Linked DNA regions of Pan troglodytes: region 2 is linked to region 1. Evidence: chromatin contacts called from public HiChIP or PLAC-seq data. All regions are on one chromosome and are shown on one strand. Each heading gives the region's core, a stretch centred on a gene start, on an enhancer-like site or on the middle of the called end of the contact. The rest is flanking DNA. Distances are from core to core; before and after follow the strand shown. Region 1 holds the start of ZNF670 (zinc finger protein 670). Region 2 holds the start of AHCTF1 (AT-hook containing transcription factor 1).

What was found. HiChIP or PLAC-seq counts read pairs in DNA pulled down with a chosen protein or histone mark.
Region 2: an H3K4me3 HiChIP or PLAC-seq map of stem cell-derived excitatory neurons shows a contact between it and region 1, with 3 times the contacts expected there. The contact joins the promoter of AHCTF1 here to the promoter of ZNF670 in region 1. A contact is called at or near these places in 1 of 7 Hi-C or Micro-C datasets (stem cell-derived neural progenitor cells) and 1 of 1 datasets of contacts at active chromatin or transcription factors (stem cell-derived excitatory neurons).

What each region holds. Positions count from the first base shown.
Region 1 is chr1:2,027,022-2,034,889 of NHGRI_mPanTro3-v2.0_pri, forward strand. It overlaps ZNF670 (zinc finger protein 670), which reads left to right and starts at 4,600. Exons shown (of 4, transcript XM_009441815.5): 1 at 4,600-4,887. The coding sequence starts at 4,885.
Region 2 is chr1:2,180,282-2,188,149 of NHGRI_mPanTro3-v2.0_pri, forward strand. It overlaps AHCTF1 (AT-hook containing transcription factor 1), which reads left to right and starts at 3,262. Exons shown (of 36, transcript XM_024353009.3): 1 at 3,262-3,704.

The sequences.
Region 1 (7,868 bases), core at 3,350-5,849:
CTCCTGCCTCAGCCTCCCAAGTAGCTGGGATTACATGTGCCTGCCACCATGCCTGGCTAATTTTTGTATTTTTGGTAGAGATGGGGGTTTCACCATGTTGGCCAGGCTGGTCTTGAGCTCCTTACCTCAAGCTATCTGCCCACCTCGGCCTCCCAAAGTGTGGGATTACAGGCGTGAGCCATCGCACCCAGCCCATTGCTGATTTTTGTCAGGTTTGTGGAAGATCAGATAGTTGTAGGCATGTGATCTTATTTCTGGGCCTTCTATTTGTTCCATTTGTCTATGTGTCTGTTCTTGTACTAGTACCATGCTGTTTTGGTTACTGTAGCCCTGTCGTATAGTTTGAAGTCAGGTTCCACGAGGCCTCTAGCTTTGTTCTTTTTGCTTAGGATTGTCTTGGCTATTTGGGCTCTTTTTTTGGTTCCATATAAATTTTAATACCAAGTCCTGGCAGAGACACAACAAAAAAAAGAAAATTTGAAGCCAATATCCTTGATGAACATCCATGCAAAAATCTTCAACAAAATACTGGCAAACTGAATATAGCAGCACATCAAAAATCTTATTCACCACGATCAAATAGGCTTCATCGCTAGCATGCAAGTTTGTTTCAACATATACAAGTCAATTAATGTGATTCATTGCATAAACAGAACTACAGAAAAAAACCACATCATCATCTCAATAGATGCAGAAAAGGCTTTTGATAAAATTCAACATCGCTTCATGCTAAGAACTCTCAATAAATTAGGTATTGAAGGAACATACCTCAAAATAATAAGAGCCATATATGACAAACCCACAGAAAACATCATACTGAATGAACAAAAGTTGGAAGCATTCCCCTTTAAAATTGGCACAAGACAAGGATGCTCTCTTTCACCACTCCTATTTAACATAGATATTGGAAGTTCTGGTCAGGGCAATCAGGCAAGTGAGAGAAATAAAGGGCATTCAAATAGGAAGAGAAGAAGTCATATGATCCCTGTTTGCAGATAACATGATCCAGTATCTAGAAAAACCCCATGGTCTCAGCCCAAAATCTTCTTAAGCTGATAAGCAACTTCAGCAAAGTCTCAGGATACAAAATCAATGGCAAAAATGTCTAGCATTTCTATACATCAACAACAGTCAAACAGAGCAAAATCATAAATGAACTCCCATTCACAATTGCCACAAAAAGAATAAAACACCTAGGAATACAGCTTACTAGGGAGGTGAAAGATCTGCACAAGGAGAACTACAAACCCCTGCTAAAGAAACCAGAGATGACACAAACAAATGGAAAAACATTCCATGCTCATGGATAAGAAGAATCAATATCATTAAAATGGCCACACTGCCCAAAGCAATTTTTGGATTCAATGCTATTCCCATTAAACTAACACTGATATTCTTCACAGGACTGTCTCTGTCCTGATTTTTTTATTTTTCTTTTTTCTTACTATAGGTTTACTTTGCCTGTAATCATACAAAAGATATTATGTCCAGCTGTCTCACTCAGCACATTCATGAGGCTCATCTAGGGCATGCTCTTCAGTTGTTTTTGTTCCTTGGTATCGCTGAGTAGTATTCTGTTGTAATGTTAGACTTGGAACCAACCCAAATGCCCATCAATGATAGAGTGGATAAAGAAAATGTGGTACATATGCACCAAGGAATACTATGCAACCATAAAAAAGATGAGTTCGTGTCCTTTGCAGGGACATGGATGAAGCTGGAAACCATCATTCTCAGCAAACTATCACAAGAACAGAAAACCAAGGACCACTTGGTTCAACTCACTCATAGGTGGGAGTTGAACAGTGAGAACACATGGATGCAGGGAGGGGAACATTACATACCAGAGCCTGTTGGGGGATGGGGGCTAGGGGAGGGATAGCATCAGGAGAAATAAATACCTAATGTAGATGATGGGTTGATGGGTGCAGCAAACCACCATGGCACGTGTATACCTATGTAACAAAACTGCATGTTCTGCACATGTACCCCAGAACTTAAAGTATAATTAAAAAATGCAAAAAAAAAAGGAAGCGTTTCTTTTATATATTGGTGATCACACATATACCACATCCATGTAGATTTCCCATTGCCATAAAGCAAATGGAAAAACACATAAGCTGACGGCAGACATTTCAAAAGTGATTGCGCCCGTAAGGGAGATCCGAATTACAACTTATGTTACAGTTATAGAACTTACATTTAAAATGTTTTTCAATACAATGAGGGAAATAGAAAAAATATAATAGTGTGCAAAGAACAAGAAACTCTCCGCTTGACAAGCCATATTTGGAAAAGAGCTAAATATGAAGTAAATAATTGAAAATGTAATTAATATGCTTAATATACAACATATGGGTTAAATGTTAAGTTATTCTGAGCTGATGAGAACATTACTTAACTGGTATATTGAGCAAAATAAATATAGTAGAAGGAGAAAAAATATAAAATACAAATATAATTAAACATAGAAGTGAAATGAGAGAGAATAAAACAAATCTAATTGTTTTTCTAGACTATATTAAAATAATTCAAGTAAGTACTCAAAGAGTCGGTGATTTATAAGTTTTTAAAATTGAACATCAGACATAAATCCTTGAATTCAGAAATGCAATGTGTCAAAAAAATTACTTAAATAATAGTCAAGGTGCATAACACCAAAGAGAAGGAAAACATTAAAAATAAGAGAAAAAAAAGAGATAATTTACGAAGATGAGAGCAAAATTTCCACAGCTTGAGTAGAGCCAAAAATAATGAAATAAATACTAATGGACCTGGCAAAAATTGTCACGTAAGCAAGAAGTGAATACTTACCTACCTAACATGCCTTTAACAAAAAAGGGTGCGGCCGGGCGCGGTGGCTCACGCCTGTAATCCCAGCACTTTGGGAGGCCGAGGCGGGCGGATCACGAGGTCAGGAGATCGAGACCATACTGGCTAACACAGTGAAACCCCGTCTCTACTAAAAATACAAAAAATTAGCCGGGAGAGGTGGCGGGTGCCTGTAGTCCCAGCTGCTCAGGAGGCTGAGGCACGAGAATCGCTTGAATCCGGGGGGCAGAGGTTGCAGTGAGCCGAGATCATGCCACACTGCACTCCAGCCTGGGCAACAGAGTGAGACTCGGTCTCAAAAAAAAAAAAAAAAAAAAAAAGGTATAATTTGAGCTCAAAAAATAGATACAGACTGCAGTGTATGGAATCTCATTAAATACACAAAAAATAAGGTTAGAAAAAAATCACTCACTTTTTTTTGTTTGCTGAGGCCACGCCGTCATTATTATGACAATTGATTAAAGGGAGAATCAAGCTTTTATTCTTCCTTTCCTAATAGGCTAGTTTTTAATGTAATGGAGAGAGTTCATGAGAAAACGCAATTTTTAATAGAAGAATGAGAACTAATACCTGTAGAGAAAATAATTAGAAAACCACTATTTGGCAACTCTCACTGAGATAAGTGAAATTAAGAAATAGTAATCAATAAATAATGAACAGTTACATGAAAGGAACGGGCAGACATTCCCGGACCCATCGAACAACCTTAAAATTAAGTGGTAAAACCAGACACGTGTATCCAAATGTGCAGTCTGAATTGAAACATGCTGGAAGCTTAATATATAGAGTGATTTTGAAGGATTTAGCACCCACCCAAATACTTCATTAATAATATTATATCGATTGTAAGGCCGTCTGAGCAGGCTGCGCCATGGTCAAGCCATTGTGATCCCTGTGACCCACACGTGTACACCCAGAAGGTCTCCTGGAGCCAGAAAGTCCGGGACAACAGGAAAACCACAAAGGAAGAAAAACGGCTAGTTTCTGTCGTAACTGATTAGCCAACCTTGCAGCATTTTACCGTTGTGACGTGCACTACCCTAACTGATCAATCAGCCTAGTGACACTGTGACCCCTCCCTCTTGTGACAATGTACTTTGTGACATTCTTCCCCTCCCGGTAATAAACGGCCCCTGACTGTAACTTTCCACTGCTTACCCCTCACCTATAAAACTAACTCCAATCCCACGACCCTCCGCTGACCCTCTTTTCGGACTCAGCCCGCTCGCACCCGAGTGAATAAACTAGCCTTGTTGCTCACACTTAACCTGTTTGGGTAGTCTCTTCAATTAGGCGCGAGCTTAACATCGATCATATATTGAAACAATATTTTTGGCTATATTTGGTTAAATAAATCATTGTAATCAATTTCACGTGTTGTTTTCTTTTCTATTGCTACTAGAACACACGCGGCTCACATTTTATTTCTATGGGGCGTTGCTACCTGAGAGGACATTGTCTTTTCAAAATTCAAGCTGCCTCTAATCCCACTAGAAGCAAGAAAAAAAAAAAAATTCAGGCTGCCTCCTCCAAAGACCAGAGGCCAGGAAGGTTGTGAAATCTGAAATTTTAGAATAATTGTCATCATAGTGTTTCCAATTGTAAATATCACAAATATTACTCATAAATGGACATAATCTTGTGTATAAGCTTGAATGGGAAAGTCCCCCAGGGGGCGCCAGGTCTCAGCACAGGGCAGAATCCATGCCTTAGAAAAGGACTGCAAGGAAAGAACCTGGCCTCACTCAGCGCCGTGTCTGATTGCATCTCCCGTCACTCAGGACTGAAGGGGCGGGGCCTAAGGCCCTGTCCAATCGGGCGCTGGGAAGGGGACTGTACTCTCAAGCGCGCCGCGAAAGGAGGGAGCAGCTTCCGGGCCGTGGCGGGGCTTTTGTGTTGGGCAGCGCGAATGTGGCGAGCTCGGTGCGTCTCCGCTGCTCCTTCCCCTTATCCCTGGGAGGTCCAAGTGGTCCCGCGGCAGCTTCTGTTGCTCTGGGACCTGCAGGTCCCGGAAGGTCCTTAGGGAGGACCCCAGACACCGGAGACTGGGAAATGGTGAGTGTGCCGGCCAGGTATCTCGGGAAGGGGAAAGGGAACCCGCAGGAAGCGGTTGTGGCGAACCCGGACCTCCGCGCGGTGCCGACCCGAGTTTCCGCCGGCGCCTCGCGGCCTTAGTGGCACAGGATGCGGGGCTGGACCCGCAGCCAGACCCCGGGCCGCCTGGCTTGTCCCTGCCCCGCCGCTTCGGCCAGGCCCGGAACCCTTTCTGGGCAGCTCTGCCCCTGCAGACCCGCATCTCCCTCGGATCGTGCGGTGCCGACGGGAGGGTCCTCAGGGGAGAGTCCCGACTTGGGGTTCGGGGTTCCTGCGTGGGAGGAGCTGTGGTCTGTGAAGTCTCCAAATCCTCCTTTCTCCTGTTAGAAAGAAAACTGAGGCGCCGTTAAAATATTAAGGAGTTTATTTGAGCAGAGAGTCGTGAGTTAGGAAGCCACCAGCGTGGTTTGTGGTTTGGGGAAGGAAAGGGTTTTTTGTAAGGAACCCGAGGAAGCAAACCCAATTAAATAATTGATCGTGTACAGTTATGTAGTCACCCCATATAGACTGTGCAGCCAGATATCTCCTGGTTATGTAACCAGAGGTTAATTGGTGGGTTCGTGGTTGTTTAAGGCTGTTTTGTTTCCCTTTAAGTTATTAATTTACAAGACAAGCATGAGTTACGTTTTGGTTGGTTGTTTATTCATTCATGTGTGTATGTACATGTGTATGATGGAGTCTTGGACTCGGGCTCAAGCGATCCCCCCACCTCAGTCTCCCTAGTGCCTGTGTTTAATTATTTTCACATAACACTCCACATTTCTAAGTGTATGGCAACAGGATCTCACATCAACGACCCTGTTCCCACAGCCTAACTCTTCTGGGGCTTGTAGTAAAACCCTAAATTTCCAATTCTTTTCCTATATTCAAATGCAACATTATCAAGTATTTGTCTTTTATTGTACATTTCATACAGCTGAAGTGTGTTATTTTTTTTAGAGTAGTGAGTCATTCTGAAAATATTTGTTTTCACTCTTAAAATATTTCTGAACGTTACTCATGAGTGGAAAGCAGAAAATAATCACCTGACAGTTAATTGTAGAAAAAAAAAGTCTTTGTGCATCTCCTAATTTTATCTTTTTTGAGTGTGCACATCTTACCAGAGTATCTTTGGGGTGAAGTTCCCTTTTGGAAACTTTGGAGGGTGATATGTCCTCAGCCACCCTCATATCTTTTCTCGGTCCTCTGTTTAGCAGCCAGATCTCTTGGAGTGTCTAATGAATACCTTCTCCTGGGTCATCTCCTCACAGAGGACAGTTTAAAATATGGGAGTAGAGCCTCTCCAGGCAGCATCTGGGTGCCCTGGAGTTGAGAGACGTCTCCTAGTATACTCTTCGTTTAAAAAACAAATCCCTGGTGCATTGGGATTTTCTTCCTCCAACCCCAGTTTTCATCATTCCTTGGAGACACGTTGGTGGCAGCCAGTCAGATGCTGGTATTAAGGGAAAAATCTAGAAATGATTCCTGCGCTCTGGATTTTCTCGGACTTGGGAAAGGAGAAAAACTATCTCAAAGGACAAGGAATACCCACCCCAGCGAGGTGGTGCAAGAACCAGAAAAGCACCATCATCAGAATTATGTAAGAAGAGAGTTGGCTGGGCGTGGTGGCCCACGCCTGTAATCCCAGCATTTTGGGAGGCCAAGGGGGGCAGATCACTTGAGGTCAGGAGTTTGAGACCAGCCTTGCCAGTATGGCAAAACACTGTCTCTACTAAAAATACAAAAATTAGCCCAGTCTGGTGGTGCATGCCTGTAATCCCAGCTACTCAGGAGGCTGAGGCAGGAGAATCACTTGAGGCCAGGAGGTGGAGGTTGCAGTGAGCTGAGATGGTGCCACTGCACTCCAGCCTGGGTGACTGAGGGAGACTCAGTCTCAAAAAGAAAAAAAAAAGAGAGAGAGAGAGTTTATTCTAAAATATTGCAATGGGGAAAAACACCAGGTATAAGAGCTGCAAGCTTGTTAAAGTTTAGGCAGAAAGGGGCTTAGAAATTCAGGCACACAGGCCAGGTGTGGTGGCTCACGCCTGTAATCCCAGCACTTTGGGAGGCAGAGGCGGGCGGATCACGAGGTCAGGAGATTGAGATCATCCTGGCTAACGCGATGAAACCCCATCTCTACTAAAAATACAAAAAATTAGCCGGGCATGGTGGCGGGCGCCTGTAGTCCCAGCTACTCAGGAGGCTGAGGCAGGAGAATGGCGTGAACCCAGGAGGCAGAGCTTGCAGTGAGCCGAGATCACGCCACTGCACTCCAGCCTGGGCGACAGAGCAAGACTGCGTCCCAAAAAAAAAAAAAAATTCAAGCACACAGTGGGGCACAGTACAGTGTCTCTTGGGAGGGTGGTCATTGAGTATTTCTGTGAGGAGAATGGGCCTGTGAGGATCTCCAAAGTGATGCAGTGACCTGACCTGACTCTTGACCCAGAGATGTCTGTGTTCTGTCAGCATGACCCCTCCCTGAGTTTATTGCCTTGAAAAGATTTATTCACTTAGTTCAGTTTCAGTTTTTCATTAATTTTAAAATATGTTTTATTCATAGAGCTTGAAAGATTAAAAAAAAATTTCCAAAGAGACAAGAAAGAGGTGGATTTCAGGGGGGCAAAAATCTATTCATATTCCATTTGTTAAAAATTCTTGTTAACCTTTTTCTTCCCCAGAGTGAGTGTAGTAAGTTTCTCAAGTCTGTTCTTTTTTGAGGGAGATTTCAAATGGAATTCTAGGACTTTGCTTTGGGAATGTGTATTAGTTTGTTTTCATGCTGCTGATAAAGACATACCTGAGGCTGGGCAATTTATAAGAGAAAGAGATTTAAAGGACTTATATTTCCACATGGCTGGGGAAGCCTGACAATCATGCGGAAGGCAACAAGGAGCAAGTCACGTCTTACGTGGATGGCTGCAGGCAGAGAGAGAGAGAGCTTGTGCAGGGAAACTCCAGTTTTT
Region 2 (7,868 bases), core at 2,012-4,511, 150 kb after region 1:
TGGGGAATGCCAAGCATATTAAAGCCAGTGAAGTCTTACAGAAAATACATTTTTATTTTTATTTAATCAGCTTTTCCCCCAAACTCATTTGATTACCAAATCTAGATTTTTCTTCATTTAACACTTATTAACATCTCTTGAAACCAATTAAAATAATCTGGTATTTTCTTAGTTAAATGACTGAAAGAAAGAAGAAAAAGGATTGAATGAGAGCTTTAAATTGGAAATTCAGTTTGCAAAGCAACTAAAATAAAAAACTAGCAGTTATGGGGGAAGCATTTTAAAAAGATACAGTCTGTGCTCCCAGTGCAGCTGGGAGATGGAGATGGTGGGTGGATGGAGAGAGTCAGAGGCAAAAAGGGAAACAGACATGAAACAATTCAGACAGCATATTTCGCTCAAGTTTTTAGTGATTCACGTGGGCTGAAGCTGAAGAAAAGATTGGGAAGAGGAAAGAGGCTTGAGCTGGCCCCTGAGGGATGTTAAGATTTACTCAGGGAGAGAAGAGGCTGGGAGACACTGAAAGAGAAAACAGGTTTGGAGAGTTAAAAAACAAAACAAAACAAAACAAAGCTCTCAGGAACTATATAGGGAAATAAAATACGACAGGTAGAGTTGGTCTAGATTATGGACAATTACACAGGCCAGGCCAGTGGCTCACGTCTGTAATTCCAGCACTTTGGAAGGCTGAGTCCAGCAGATCACTTGAGCCCATGAGTTTGAGACCAGCCTGGGTAACATGATGAAACCCTGTCTCTACAAAAAATGCAAAAATTAGCTAGGAGTGGTGGTATGCACCTGTAGTCCCAGCTATTTGGGAGGCTGAGGTAGGACTGCTTGAGCCCAGGAGGTCAAGGCTACAGTGACCCGAGATTGTGCCACTGCACTCCAGCCTGGGTAACAGAGCAAGACCCTGTCTCAAAATAAGTAAATAGTAAAAATATAGACAATGATACAGAAATCATTCTGTTGATAATGATGGAAAGGATTAAAATCTGAAAGACTATGTAGACAGTCAATCTGGATAATATGTGCAATTAAAATAGATTTTTGAATTTCACAACTGGAAGGGCTCTTAGAGCAAAGTTAATAAATATCTGTCTAATGAATCAGTCAATCCCTTGCTCTACACATCTGATAACTGAAGCCCAGAGAGGTCACTTGATTTTCCTAATGTCACACAGCTCACTAGCAGCACACCTGAGTTGATAATTCATGTCTTCTGACTATCGAGAGGTACAGTACTCATGAACTGGGCATAAAACAGTGCCAAAGAAAGTGTAGAATATGGAGCATGTGACATAAATCAGCACATCCAACAGAGGGTGGTTTCTGTTTGAAGAGATCTCTTTAAAATAATTAAGACAACGAACCCCAAACCTCCTACTGCAAAAGCAGTACTCTTTTTAACTGTTTCTATCACAACTTGGTCCAATACCTTGTGCAAACAAACATGATATGTATGGAGGTTGCTGTTACTAAAGAAACAAAAATTACAGAAAAAAGAAAATTACATTTCCAAAAGGCAGCATTATCTCTGAAAGAATATGGGCCAGGCATGATATCCATGCCTGTAGTCCCAGCTGCTCGGGAAGCTGAGGTGGGAGGATAGCTTGAGCCTAGAAGTTGGAGGCAGCAGTGGCACTGATGAGGCCATAGTGCCTGCGAATAGCCATGCACTCCAGTCTGAGCAACACAGCAAGACACAGTCTCTACAAAAATAAAAATACGCTGGGCATGGTGGCTCATGTCTGTAATCCCAGCACGTTGAGAGGCTGAGGCAGGAGGATCTCTTGAGCCCAGGAGTAGAGACCAGCTTGGGTAACACAGTGAGACAGTCTCTACAAAAAATAAAAAATAAGGCCGGGCGCGGTGGCTCACGCCTATAATCCCAGCACTTTGGGAGGCTGAGGCAGGTGGATCACGAGGTCAAGAGTTCAAGACCATCCTGGCCAACATGGTGAAACCCTGTCTCTACTAAAAATACAAAAATCAGCTGGGCATGGTGGCGCACACCTGTAGTCCTAGCTACTCTGGAGGCTGAGACAGGAGAACCTCTTGAACCTGGGAGGCAGAGGTTGCAGTGAGCCGAGATTGTGCCACTGCACTCCAGCCTGGTGACAGAGCGAGACTCCGTCTCAAATAAATAAATAAATAAATAAATAAAATAAAATAAAAAAATTAATGGGACGTAGTGGCGCATGGTGGTCCATGCCCATAGTCCCAGCTACTTGGAGGGCTGAGGTAGGAGGATCATTTGAGCCCACGAGTTCGAGGCTGCTGTGAGCCTTGATTACACCACTGCACTCCAGCCTGGGCGACAGAGCGAGACACTGTCTCAAAAATAAAAAAAATTAAAAAGCACATATGAAAGGTAACAGAAAAGTAGAAACTTTCCTGATAAAAGAGCATCTTCTTAAAATCCCTACTCTACCTCATGTTATAATCCTTTTACTTACTACTTAGTATTAAGGATACGTTCCCTATCTGTTTGAAACATGTTTGGCGCTGGGATTTGCTTTAAAGGAAGATACTAACAAGAAATAAGAAATTCCACAATGAAAACCCGCGGTGACCAAAAAGATAACAGTGATTTGGGGTAAAATTTTGACTAAAAAGATTAGGCTAGGCTGCGCGAGCATTTTTGGCCATGAAAGCACAGGAGGATGCTAGAAAAAACAGCACGGTGGAAAAAGCGTTTCCCCAGAAGTCTGGAAGCCCACCTTTGGCATGAAAAGCGGGAGCACAGGTTGTAGTGAGCCAAGATCGTGCCACTGCACTCCAGCCTGGGCAACAGAGCAAGACTCCGTCTCCAAAAAAAAGAAAAAAAAAGAAAAGTGGGAGCACAGAACAGAAAATACAGAATGCAAGCTGCCAATTATGGGAGAAAGATTATCACTCGGCCCCCAGCTGGCAGGGCCACACGATTACGTGACAAGAGAGTCCGCCTGCAATCGCAGCAGGCGGCTGGCAGAGCCCGGCGCGACCCCCAGCGAAGACTACCACTCCCAACTGCGCACGGGGCGCGCCGCCGGGGCCGCCAGGGCGGCTTCACGCGCAAGGCACTGTGGGACTCGTAGTCTTTCTCCCCACCAGCTCCTCGGAGGCGGAGAGACCCGATTTTTTGTAAATGATCCGCCCTTCCAGGCCCTGCTTCTCTTTCCTCCCTTTCCCTCCCACCTCCTTCTTTCACCGAGAGTTTCAAAATTCCCGCGGAGCCGGCGCTACAGCGCGGAACCATCGCGAGAACTCTGGTCCCTGCAGCCGCGATCTCCCGCCGGTTCTCCCCTCCCTCTCCGCCCTTTCCTCTGCTCCCTCCCTTCCGGGGCGTGTGGAACTCGGTTTTGTCGGTGCAGGGTAATGCGCAGAGCGGGGCCGGCGCTGTCCGAGGCGAGCAGGCAGCGTTGCAAGGGGAAGGACCCAGAAGCGCGGCGGGAGCAGCGACTGCGTTTTAGCCGCTGAGCGGCCTGCAGGCCTACAGCCCGCGAAGGCACTCTCGGGGGCGTGTGGCTCTGAGGGCCAGGGAGGTCGCAGGCGGCGGCCGGAGCGCAGAGGAGCGGCTTCAGCCGGGCGGAGGGGTGTGAGCCCGGCCCGTGGCGGCCACGTCTCCCGGGAGATGCTGTGACGGACCCGCACGGGAGGAGCTCGCGCCTGGCCTGGCGACCCGGTGGACTCGGCCCGCGGCGCTCACCCGCCCTGTTCAGGTAGGGGGAAGGGAGGGAGGGGGTTGGGCCCGCGCGGCGGAGGGCGGGTCGCGCGGCCTGGACCCGCGGCGGCGGCGGCGGCGGCGGCGGCGGGGCTTCTGCCCCGCGAGCGCCGGGCCTAGGCCGGGCGTGCGCGGGGCCAACGGATGGGGCTCCAGGGGGCGAGCGCTGGCGGTGGCGGGTACGGCAGGCTCGCGGGCGCCGGGCTTCGTTACATAATCTCGGACCGGAGGAGCGGTGGCACATGGCGGCGGAGCGGCGCTGGTGGTTCGCGTCCTGCGCCGGCAGTCGGGTCCCTTTACGGACGACCGGGGCCGCGACCCTTTCCCACTGTTCTCCCACGCGATGGACTCGTTGGCGGGCCTTTCCCCGAGGGAAGTGGCCGGCGTGCTGAGCCTGTCCTGTGTTGGCGTGTGTTCCACATGCGCTTGGGCCTGGCCACAGTGAGTAGTCCTGGCGGGGAAGAAGTTGGACTCGGGGCTCAGCCGTGAGGTTCCAGCTCACCCAATTGGTCAGATCAAGGAGATTTAAAATAAAAGCACATCTTGGGGTGCTTTGCCTTCCTTTTTCCCACCTGGGAAACTGAGGACGGTTTCTTTTGCCACTGGTTGACTGTTTTGGTTTGGGTGTTTTGTTTTGAGAGATGGGGAAATTTTGTTCTCAAAGCTTACGAGGTTCATACTATCTGTGTGCAAAGTTTTATGAGATGAGCGTTACTTTTATTTCCAAATCGTCAGTTGTAGAAATTTTTGGAAGAACTGGGTTCTTCATAGAACAAAACGTAAATCCTTTGGGGAAATCCTAAACGATATTTATTCTCAGAATATCCTAAAGAACCTGTAGATTTTAAGAACTGTCTTTGGCTGGGCGCAGTGGCTCCTGTCTGTAATCCCAGCACTTTGAGAGGCTGAGGCGGGAGGATCGCTTGAGCCCAGGAGTTTGAGACCAGCCTGAGCAACATGGCGAGACCCCCCTTTTTTTTTTAAACTGTTTTTTTGTGAGCTTTCACTGATAGAGTCTCTTAGGAGAGAAGAAATTAGAGTGGTTTACTTATTTCGGAGGATTTGACCTGGGATGACAAGCCCAGTTAAGGTTAATACTTGAAGGGATGTCTTAAGTGTGCCAAGCGCTATGGGAAGTCTACGTTGTCTCTGTACTGTGATTTTTGGATCCTGATCCTTCAGTAACATACTACCAAGCTGTCACGAGTTTGCAAACAACAATAATTATCTTAAAAAAAATTGTAAAACATCGTGTCAACCGGGAATTGGTGGCGCCTCTAGTCGCGCGCCCACTTGGGAGGCTGAGGCGGGGGGAACGTTTGAGCTTCAGCCTCAAACTGAGAGTTCGAGGGTTGCAGTGAGCTAGGATCGCGCCGCTGCACTCCAGCCTGTGTGACAGAGCGAGACCCTGTTGCTAAAATAAAATAAAAAAGATCGTTATACATCAGTTTTGAGACTTTTTTTTTCTTTTTATGCTTCTCCTTTTTCATAGGTACAGATACTTTTTTTTTTTTTTTTGAGACGGGGTCTTGCTCTGTTGCCCAGGCTGGAGTGCAATGGCACAATCTTGGCTCACTGCAACCTCCGTCTCCCAGGTTCAAGCGATTCTCCTGCCTCAGCCTCCTGAGTAGCTGGGATTACAGGCGCACGCCACCACACCCGGCTAATTTTTGTATTTTTAGTAGAGACGGGGTTTCACCATATTGGCCAGGCTGGTCTTGAACTTCTGACCTCGTGATCCGCCCGCCTTGGCCTCCCAGAGTGCTGGGATTACAGGCGTGAGCCACCGCGCCCGGCTGGTACAGATATATTTTAAGAGGAAGCAAAACGTTGTGTCTTTCACGCCTACCTTTAATATTTTCAGGGACTTTTCTTTCTTCCCAGAATGAAGTGTAACTTCCCTCGGTTAGCTCAAGGGTCTCTACAATAAGTATATGCTACTATCTATCCTCATATGTTAACAAATTTTATGCTTTTGCTATTCCAGAATCGTCATCATCCTGGACTCATTCTGTGGAAGAGATGTTTACACTCTGATGTGTCTTTGCTCATGTCCTTCATCCTGGAGTGCCATCTTTCCTTTTTTAAATTCTCAAATTTCAGGTCCTCCTTCTAAATCCAATGTTTTCACTGTATTATTTTTATTTTTATTTTTATTTTTTTGAGACGGAGTCTCACTTTGTAGCCCAAGCTAGAGTGCAATGGCGTGATCTTGGCTCACTGCAACCTTCGCCTCCAGGGCTCAAGCGATTCTTGTGCCTCAGCCTCCCGAGTAGCTGGGACTACAGGAACGCGCCGCCACACTCGGCTAATTTTTTGTATTTTAGTAGAGACGGGGTTTCACCATGTTGCCCAGGGTGATCTCGAACTCCTGAGCTCAGACGATCTGCCCACCTCGGCCAACCAAAGTGCTGGGATTACAGGCGTGAACCACTGCACCCAGCCCACTGTACTCTTTTATTTCCCCTTATCCCACTTTTTTACTGGGATCTCACAGCATATGTACCTCTATTGTAGTAGCATTTATTCTTTGTGTCTGATACTCTGATAATTGACTATGTATCTCCTTTTCTAGATTGTAAACTCCTTAAAGTCAGGAAGAAGGTTATCTTCTTGACCTTGCATTCCTTTACTAACACGGTGTTTTAAAAGTAGTTTGTGATTTTAAAATGTTTGAATTAAGTTGGAAAGAAATTTCTGAAAGGCTTGAAGTTTCTGGGTCCACTGGTAGTTTACATTTAAATGACAATTCGTCTTTTTATTAGTCAAAAAGAAAAAAAGTACCATTGCATACAAAGTGGTTTATAGAAATGTTTGCTTGGTACATGTTGCAATATAATTGTTGAACTAGATTAGAGTTCCATTTTCTGTGGTGGAATTCAGTTACTGCAGGAATTTGTGTATTTCACACAGAAAACTGATTTATAGTATTCTGTTTTTAGTATCTGGCCTAGTAATTTTAAGAATTTTGTTTTGCTTAATACTGAACCAGTGTATACTTAAAAATAATTGGGCCCAATCTTGAGTTTTAAAAAATTGATTTTATTGTTTAACATGCCTGTTTCTTGTCTCTGCTAGTATCCTAATAATATCCTGCTATACAGTATCCTGTTATCCTAATTTATTACATTTAGGACCTGTTAGTCCAAAGGCGCTGTGACCTTGTCGGATGCCCAGGAATAAGATTTGGTGATTTTTGCCTTTTAGGAATTCATAGTGTAGTGGAGAAGACAGGCAAGCAGAAGTAATTTTTTTTTTTTTTTTTTTTGAGACGGAGTCTCGCTCTGTCGCCCAGGCTACAGTGCAGTGGCGCGATGTCGGCTCACTGCCAGGTCCGCCTCCCGGGTTCATGCCATTCTCCTGCCTCAGCCTCCCCAGTAGCTGGGACTACAGGTGCCCACCACCATGCCCGGCTAATTTTTTTTGTATTTTTAGTAGAGGGAGTTTCACCGTGTTAGCCAGGATGGTCTCGATCTCCTGACCTCGTGATCCACCTGCCTTGGGATTACAGGTGTGAGCCACCGCACCCGGCCGAACAGTATTTAATTAAATTAATTAATTAATTAATTTTTTGGTGGCGGAGTCTTGCTCTGTCGCCAGGCTGGAGTGCAGTGGCGCGATCTTGGCTTATTGCAACCTCTGCCTCCCAGGTTCAAGCGATTCTCCTGCCTCAGCCTCCCAAGTAGCTGGGACTACAGCGCGCTACCGCGCCCAGCTAATTTTTGTATTTTTAGTAAAGACGGGGTTTCACCATATTGGCCAGGATGGTCTGGGTCTCTTGACCTTGTGATCCGCCAGCCTCGGCCTCCCAGAGTACTGGGATTACAGGCTTGAGCTACCGCGCCCGGCCATGAACAGTATCTTCATTCAAAGCCGGTAGAACGTTCCTGCTCTGCCTATCTAGCCTTTGGAAAGGAATTGAAACTTAGTACATTACTTTTTATAGGTTGCCAGTGCTGGCATGTCATAAAAGGCTGGGATTCTATTTAATTTTGTACAGTACTGAACGTAGATGTTTCATGTGTGTTTGTGTTTTCATATACCTTTATATGAGATATTCTTTCTAATAATATAGTTTTTCTTTTTGAGACAGGCTGTGTTGCTGAGGCTGGAGTGTAGTGGCACCATCTCAGCTCACAGCTACCTCCACCTCCTGGGTTCA